Regions from separate parts of the Mus musculus genome. Here regions 1 and 3 are each linked to region 2. The links are chromatin contacts, called in public HiChIP or PLAC-seq maps. All regions are on one chromosome and are shown on one strand. Each heading gives the region's core, a stretch centred on a gene start, on an enhancer-like site or on the middle of the called end of the contact. The rest is flanking DNA. Distances are from core to core; before and after follow the strand shown. Region 1 overlaps Galnt18 (polypeptide N-acetylgalactosaminyltransferase 18). Region 2 holds the start of Eif4g2 (eukaryotic translation initiation factor 4, gamma 2). Region 3 has its middle 89 kb from the start of Galnt18.

Region 1 (2,700 bases), core at 198-2,697, 650 kb before region 2:
TCTTTTGTTGAGTTGTCAGAGCCTGTGAAGACACTTCATAACTGAGACCTCCAAGTCACAACCCAGTTCACCATGGTGCAGACCTAGCCTGCTGAAACCACATCCTCTATGGTCCTGTCTCCCAATGTTCCAGGTTTTGTCCTCACTGGGACTGGGATAAATGTGGACCAGTTCTGGTAATCCAGGCTTACTGAATTGATTTGTCCAATCATTTATTGGCACGGCCTCTGAGCACGTAGGAATGAGCTTGGTGGTTTATTTAGAAAGGACATAGCATCAATTGATCTTAATCAGATGTACCTTCCTGCTGTCCTTCTGCCTGGGGCTCCGGGTGTCAGCTGCAGAGCCCTCATCTGTGTAGTTTCTGATTCTGCCCAGCGTCCATGGAGAATTCTGGCAGCCTCCCAAGTTGGAGGCCTGATGGGTGGGAGGTGGAGACCGATCCACCCTCAGCTTGGCTCGTGTGGGAAAGCTCTGCCCTGTCTGCTTAACTTATTGGGATTCACATAAGTATTTGTGACAGACATCACACGGCTCAACCCAATTTGGAAACTACTCTTTGAAAATTGCTTTTTATTATAGTTTTAAAGTTAGTGTGCATGTGGTGGATGAAGTGTTTGTGTTGGCGTGTGAGGAAGATGGATGCTTGTAGAGGTGGTGTGTGTGTGTGACTTGGATCTGCCTTTATCGCTCTCCACATTATTTTTGAGTCATGGTCTCTCACTGAACCTGGAGCCCACCGACTTGACTAGGCTGTCTGGCCAGTGAGCGCTAGGCGGTCACCTGTATTTGTTGCTCCAGATACGGTATGATTAAGGATTCAGCTTTTTATGTGTATAGTGGAAGTCAGAACTTAGAACCTCATGCTTACATAGCAAATGCTTTACTGGCTGATCTGCTATCCCTTCAGCCCTTGGAGAACACTCTTTGAGATGAGGGAGCTAAGACTGCTGACAGCTTGTCATCTGTAAACCTGGTCACATTTGGAGAAAAAGTGTCCTGGTTTGGCTATGCTGTGACTGTACCCTAAAGGTTTCCTGTGCTGGAGGTCAGGTTGTCAGGACAGCGGTTGAGGAGGTCCTTACTGCCTCCCGCCCCCTGCCCCATGCTTCTATATTCCTATCTGGCCATTTATCTTCTCTGTTTGCATGTATGCTGTCTCACGACCATGTGATAGGAGGAAGTACAGCCCAGGGTTCCTCACCAGAGCAGTATCATCCTTTTAGATTACATAGCCATCAAAACTGTGATCTTAGTAGTCTTCTTTAGAAGTGCCTCCCAACCCCACGTTTTCTGTTATGGTAACAAAAATGGACTAACACAGATAAATGGAGATAGCTGGCCCTCAACCAGCATTCACTGAAACCAGCTGTGAGCAGACCAGGGTGCCCAGCAGGAATGAATGCTTTCTCTGCCATCGTTGTCACTTGGCCAACAGTGTGCCCAGACTCCATCTTTTCCCTGCTGGCTTTGTGTCTGCCTACAGCCAGTTCCTAGTCAGCCCCACATATCTGCTGGGATGCTGCTGGCCAGGAAAGCCAGACTGCCATTCTGTGAGCACAGCTCCAGAAGTGGCCGTGTCTATTTCCTCCCTTCCTCCTCTTCCCTCTCCCTCCCATCCCCATTTCCTTCCTTCCTGCAATTGGAGGGCACACAATGTCCCTGTCCTTTTGGGTGGGCCACACCAAGCCTCAGGTTCTTTGCTACTGATACAGCCCCACAAAATTCTAAGCAGGTACAAAATATCACCAAGCGTTTGTAGGGAACAGTTGCTGGGAGGAAGCTCGTCTGGGCCTACAATTCTCTTTCTTTGCCCCACATGTAACCTGGTGAGAGCAGCAGGAATCCTGTAGGAAGGTGAGGGCCCAAGCTTCCTGTTGGTCTTACACATAGGAAGCCCATACCTGCTTGTAACATACAACACTGACACCCCCTCACCTCCTTACTCCAGGAGAGGCTCTGTTCCCAAGACACCTTGTTGCTTTTTGTCATCTTCCTTTTCTTTCTTTAAAAGCTTAGAATCTTGGTGAAAGAATGGATGAAAAGGAGCCTCTTCTTAATTGACTCAAGGCTAACACAGACACACACACACACACACACACACACACAGACACACACACACATATACCACATGCACACACAGACACACACACACATATACCACATGCACACACACACAGACACATACACACACACAGACACACACACAGACACAGACACACACACACACAGACACACAGACACACAGACACACACACAGACACACACACAGACACACACACACATACACACACAGACACACACACAGACACACACAGACACACAGACAAACACACACACACAAACACAGACACACACATACACACACACAGACACACACACAGACGCACAGACAAACACACACAGACACACGCACATACACACACAGACACACAGACAGACACACACACAGACACACAGACAAACACACACAGACACACACACATACACACACACAAACACACACACATATACCACATGCACACACACACACACAGACACACACAGACACACACAGACACACACAGACACACACACACACACACACACACACACACACTACCAGGTGCACTCAATCTGCAATTAGCTTTGTAATTAAAGTTTCTTCTCCCCACAGGAAAGCTGAACACTGGGTCAGTGTTCTCTCACTCAGAAGGAGAG
Region 2 (2,700 bases), core at 32-2,531:
TACAAGTTATATATACAAAGCAAAATCTCTTATATTGAAAAAAATTGCCCCTCTCCTAAAAAATGCTTTTCTTTTTTACACTTAACCCCCAAATAAAAATGGTTTTTACAGTTTTTAGTTTAAGTGAAAGTTTATTTAATAGCATTAATTCTAAGGCAAAGACCTAAGTTTACTAGAATTATAAACCTTCAAAGCCACACTTTTCAGCAGACTTAAATACTAAGGAAAGTACAATTGTCTGCTGAAAATTCTATTTAAGAACTAGGGCTTTCAACACCAAGACATGCCAAATTACGTTTGGGTCTTTGAAAACCCAGCTCTTGGGAATGAATTCCAAGCCATGACTGTTGAAAACACACGTGCTTTAGTTTAGTAACCCATCTTATTGAAAAAAAAAAATGCATGCTTAACAGAGATGGGACATTTCTCGTTTACATACCTTCATTTTTGGAAAGCTAAAATGTTGCATACTGTGGCATACATACATAACCCATCTTTTAAAATACCACCTGGAAGTATAGTTTGAAATGCTTCATTTTCCTATATAGCCCTTAAATAAAATGAAAGCACTGCGCTGCCCGTCTTTAATGTTTGTTAAAAATGAAGGAAAAACTTTAAAAAATGACTTTGCAATTTCCAAATGCCCGCGCTCTGCAAACACTTCTCAAGCCAGCCTAGTATACTGTCTGGGTCAAGCTCGGTGACAGCAGGCCGAGCATTTGAGTTAAAGCTGCCTCTAGCCTGGGATACAAAGCCCTTCCTTTGATCCTTTTCTCGTTACTCTGCAGATGGAGGACCAACAAACAGAACGCATTCCTATCGATGGGCACACGTCCCTCTCTTCAGCAAAGCTCCCAGACGCTAAACCGAGGCCAGGCCGCAAGGCCACGCCGAGCCCTCAGGACGCCAGGCCCGGGCGGGTCAGGGAGGAGAGGCGAGGAAAAGGTTCTTCTATGCAAGCATGAGGCTGGGACTCCGGAACAAAGCGCCGGCCCAGGAAGACCAGGCGGCCCGGCGGCGCACACTCACTGGGCTCCCGGCGCTACGCAAGAGTCCCGCAGCGCGCCGGCCCGCCGCCCTTACGCCACTGGCTTGGCCCCAGAGCCTTCGCGAATATGGCTTTGCGCACTGCGGCGAGGCTGCGCCGCAACCGAGCTTGCCCGCTGGCTCCTCCCCGCCGCCCTGCGCGGATTGGTAGCGGACGGAAGCCCGGCTGCTGATTGGATAGCGAAGGAGCCACTCGGGGAGGCTCTAGTGGGTCGGCCGCCTCAGAGTGATAAGTTGGGCTTCAGACACGCCTCAGCGCCAGCAGCGAGCCGGAGCTCTATGGAGGTGGCGGCGGGTACCAGGTGGCGGCTGCAGCAGCTACTCCTCTGAGCTGAGACTTTCAAGCCGGCCGCGTCTCCTTCCTCCCCCTTCCCTCCCCCTTTTTTGTTTTCCGTTCCCCTTCCCCCTCCCTTCCCCGTCCCCGACGACCGGATCCAGAGGAGGCAGCTGCGGTGGCAGCTGCTGAGTTCTCGGTGAAGGTGAGTGGAGTCGCCGCCGAGCGGAGCCCTCTAAGATGGCCGCCGCCCCTGGCCGCTTCTTGTCGAGTGGAACAAAATGGCGGCCGCAGGCGGAGCCGGGCGGGGCGGCCTTTCCTCTGCCTTTGGGCTACTTAGAAATCTATGGCCTCCGCGCTCCTTCCTGTGTCGACCGAAGAGCTAGGCTGACGTGCGGTCGAGTGGCGGGCGCAGCCGGGATCCTGACGTGGGATCCGGGAACAGCGTGCGAGCGTGGCAGGCCTCGCGCCTCGGCGGGAGGGACGCGGCCCGCGGCAGGGCCCGGCCGTTGGCGCGGGACCAGCGAGGCGGACGAGTCCGGAGCCCGGCCTCCCGGCGGGGAGGAGGTGTGTGGCCCTACTGCGGGATGTCCCACTCGGGCGACGCCAAGAGCGAGTCTCGGTCCCTTTGTGGGCCTTGGCAGCCGAGGCGCTGTCAGCCGGGGGATTTATGGTGGAGGCGGCGGGTGGGCAGGAGGCCGCCTTCCTGCGGGAGAACAAAGGGCCGGCCCGGAGGGGGCGCCTCCCGCCCAGGCCTGGGCCCTCGCTAGACGCCGCTCGGAAGCTGAGCCAGCCTGGGCCTGGGGGAGGAACTCGCTGCTCTTTTGTTCGCGCGGAGTGGGGCGGAGGTGCCTGCTGCCATGTTGTGTTGTGGCCCCGGCCTTCCGGCGGCTTTCCACACGCGCCCTGTGTAAAAGGAAGGGCTTATAAAGACGAGCGGAGGAAAAGCTGCCCAACACCGGGTAGTGAGGCTCTGGCCGGCCTGTCACCACCCCGGCCACCCATTTTAGTACCGCAGACATATCCCTTGTAGCACCGCCGGTCTTGATAGCATTTCTGTTTAATTTTAAAGGCCCCATAATACGGCTGCTTCCTAGGCAGCATCCAGATTTTTTTTCATTTTATTTTTCTCACAAAAGCTGTTCTTTGCATCCTTGAATACTAAGAGAATCCACGGGGCTAAACAGGTTTTATTGTGTATTTGTGGGTTTTGACTTCGTTCTATTTTAGTCTTCTGAGGGCTGCAATGCAGTGAAAGTTCAACCAGCTGCAGTGCTGGGAGCGGAAATAAATTATATTTGAAAGTTTATAGCTCAGTATGGCAGTACCTAATTTTGGTGTTTTCTCTCTTTCCAGGCTTTTCATTTCTACCATCCCCT
Region 3 (2,700 bases), core at 79-2,578, 790 kb before region 2:
TCCAAACCACTTAGTATGTGGCTCTTCCTAGATCTGACAGATAAATTACAATTTAGCAATTTCTGTTGGAACCATTGCATAGGTCACTTCCCATTTGGTACTGGGAACAATTCTGGCGTTACTGTTGTTGCACATAGACATCTTTCTCTGTCAATTGCCTCAGTGGATTGGAGCTCTTAATGTGGACTTGCTGATGCACCATAGTGCTGTGCTGATGACACGTGCTCATTTGAATGGTGACACATTTTAAGCAGAGAATAGTTGGAGGAAGCCTTGTAATTTCACTGGAGTAGTGGCAACATCACACTGTGTCATGCTGTGATGGCCAGGCACTGTGCTAGCTGACATATATCATCTCATTTAATCCTCTCCTAGAATCCTGAAATTACTCTTAAGAACTGCTTGTTCCGATTTTAAGAATTTTATACATGTATGCAATGAAACATGATCATATATACTACTATTCACCCCTCTCTATCTCCCCCAACACCTTCTCCTCCTAACCTCATGCTTTCTTTTGTTCAGTATTTAAACCATTAAGTCAAATTAATTCTGCCCATATATGCATGGGTGTGGTGCTGCCCACTAGAGCATGGGAAACCTACCAGTGGCCACACTCTCAAGGAAGAATTATTCTCTCTTCCCCCAGTAGTTATTAGGTGCTAATAGTTCCTCTGTGATGGGTAGACCTTGTAGGTCACCTCCCTACCTATGAAGGAACTATGGTTGCCTTGGTCTTGTGCAGGTAGCTGTCATTGGTGTGAGTTGTAGGAACACTAGCCATGCCTGTTCAAAAGAAAGCATTTTACAGAACTCTTCCCTGACTCTCAGTCTTTCTGCTTCCTGTTCCAGAATGAGGCATTGATTTTCCTGAGGATCTTGAGATTCGGTGATTCTTAGTAGCCGGCCTACATACGCGAGACTGATTGGTGAAGAAGCCAGGAGCAGAAGCCCTTTCTCTGTCTCCAAATGCATGCTTTCCCCTCATCTTTATGCCCACACAGTGTTGTCTCTTGGCGCAGAGGCAGGTCTGCAAACAGTTGGTGTCACGCAGCCTCCCAAGTACTGATCTTCCACATTTGCTCTTGGTTCAGTGAGCAGGTAACAACATTTGTAATTAATGCAGTAAGTTTCTATATAGATGCATTAGAGCAAGGTAATTTTACAGACTCCTAAAAAACTGCAGGCTTTCTTAAGGAAGCTAAATATTTCTTTTGCATTCGTAGTTATGCGTCTATAAATAAAACACAGCTGTGGTGGAGTGGAGTGAACAGTGAATTTAGAATCCGAAGCATAGAAGCCATGCTCTCTGCATCCTCCCGAGGCTGCCGTGTGACTGTGGACAGGTTTCTGCTCTCTCTGTGCCATTTGCTCATTCACAGTGTTGTGAAGATCAATGTGGATGGCTGTGAAGCAGCAGCCCTGGGCCTGGTATGTGATGGAAACTAACCCCTAATTGTTCTTGTGCTTTGAGGATATTTCCAGAAAGAGATTTCAATCTGATAAGCCCCGACACACTTCAGAGAGCTTGATTAAGACTCAAATTCTGCTGCTCTCTAAGACCTCCAAAGTCATACTCTTGAGAAATGCCAGGTGCCTTCACTGTCAAGAATGTACCCACTGCCTGTGGCACAGAAAGGAGAAAGCTGGTATGACCTGTCCTGGCACTGAAACGTTGTCATGTGTGTTTTGTGCTATTTTGCACATACAGAGCCTTGCCACTAATAGACATCATTGATGAACCATTTCCTGCACACTGCCAAGGATCTCATTTAACTATCACCATAAGGGTGGTAGACCAGTATTCCCTTCTATCTCTGTAAGGCATTAAACGACTGACGTGAAGACTAACAGGAAGTTAGGAAGAACCACACTGAGTAGTTAGGAAAGCTGAAAGCTACTTCCTGACCTCTGAAACTTTAACCTGAGCCACACCCCATGCTGTCATTACCCATTAGCTTCGTGGGTAGCTTGCTAGAACTAGGTGTTTATGGGCAGCTGCAGGCTTTGGCTGGGAGGAGCTGTCCTCTTGGTACATAGCACATTAAATCTGACCAGTGGTCCATGATAAATGCTCCTCTCAAAACATCAAGAGGGAAAGACTGGACTTTCTGGCCTGCCACAGTCACTGTATCTGCCTTAGATATCCTTTTTTTTTTTTTCTATTTTTTTTCTAGAAGTCCCAGGGAGCCTCTGCAGACAGAAAGATCCCACCATCTTTCTGTGAGCACTGCCTCCCCCCACGCACAGAGGAGTCTGTCGCTCAGCTCCGCAGAACCTCTGTATTGTACCACAGCCACATAGCTCTGTCTCTGACACACGCTGGGGCTGCGATCATTTTTTTCTCTTTTAGCCGCCTCCCGACCATCTTGTTCACAATATAAGCTCCAAATGGCCTGGAACTCGTCTTTTATGGCCTCTGCCAGATTAAACATTTAGAGCATAATATGCAAGCTTCAACAACAATTGCACAGCCTTCCAACCAAGCAACATATTGATTTCAATTTAGACAATCACACACATTTTCAGGTCTTCATGGAGACTGGGATTTTAGATGGTCAGGGGGTCATAGCCCTGCCAGCTTCCCATTTGGGACTAGGAAAGCCTGGAGGTCCTGAGGTGGGGACACAGGCCTCCTTCAGTGCTCTGTATTTTTTCCATTGGAAAAGGCCTCAACTAACCGTCTTTCTGGTGAATGAC

What was found. HiChIP or PLAC-seq counts read pairs in DNA pulled down with a chosen protein or histone mark.
Region 1: an H3K27ac HiChIP or PLAC-seq map of VIP interneurons shows a contact between it and region 2, with 3 times the contacts expected there. The contact joins the enhancer-like site here to the promoter of Eif4g2 in region 2. A contact is called at or near these places in 2 of 39 promoter capture datasets (the 3T3-L1 cell line and 3T3-L1-derived adipocytes) and 4 of 115 datasets of contacts at active chromatin or transcription factors (VIP interneurons, astrocytes, embryonic forebrain and 1 more).
Region 3: a contact with region 2 is called in an H3K27ac HiChIP or PLAC-seq map of SST interneurons, with 8 times the contacts expected there. The contact joins the enhancer-like site here to the promoter of Eif4g2 in region 2. A contact is called at or near these places in 4 of 39 promoter capture datasets (the 3T3-L1 cell line, 3T3-L1-derived adipocytes and hippocampal neurons) and 2 of 115 datasets of contacts at active chromatin or transcription factors (the NIH/3T3 cell line and SST interneurons).

What each region holds. Positions count from the first base shown.
Region 1 is chr7:111,735,313-111,738,012 of GRCm38.p6, reverse strand. All of the region lies in intron 1 of Galnt18 (polypeptide N-acetylgalactosaminyltransferase 18), which reads left to right. Among named protein-coding and RNA genes, the nearest start is that of Galnt18, 43 kb to the left of the region's middle. Within about 2 kb of position 1,447, at least 14 of the 459 cell types and tissues checked have an H3K27ac peak or open chromatin away from gene starts, as enhancers often do. A contact at or near this core is called in VIP interneurons, where this site is marked.
Region 2 is chr7:111,081,611-111,084,310 of GRCm38.p6, reverse strand. Eif4g2 (eukaryotic translation initiation factor 4, gamma 2) reads left to right here and starts at 1,281. Exons shown (of 22, transcript NM_013507.3): 1 at 1,281-1,526; 2 at 2,678-2,700.
Region 3 is chr7:111,867,804-111,870,503 of GRCm38.p6, reverse strand. No RefSeq gene overlaps it. Among named protein-coding and RNA genes, the nearest start is that of Galnt18, 89 kb to the right of the region's middle. Within about 2 kb of position 1,328, at least 14 of the 459 cell types and tissues checked have an H3K27ac peak or open chromatin away from gene starts, as enhancers often do. A contact at or near this core is called in SST interneurons and hippocampal neurons, where this site is marked.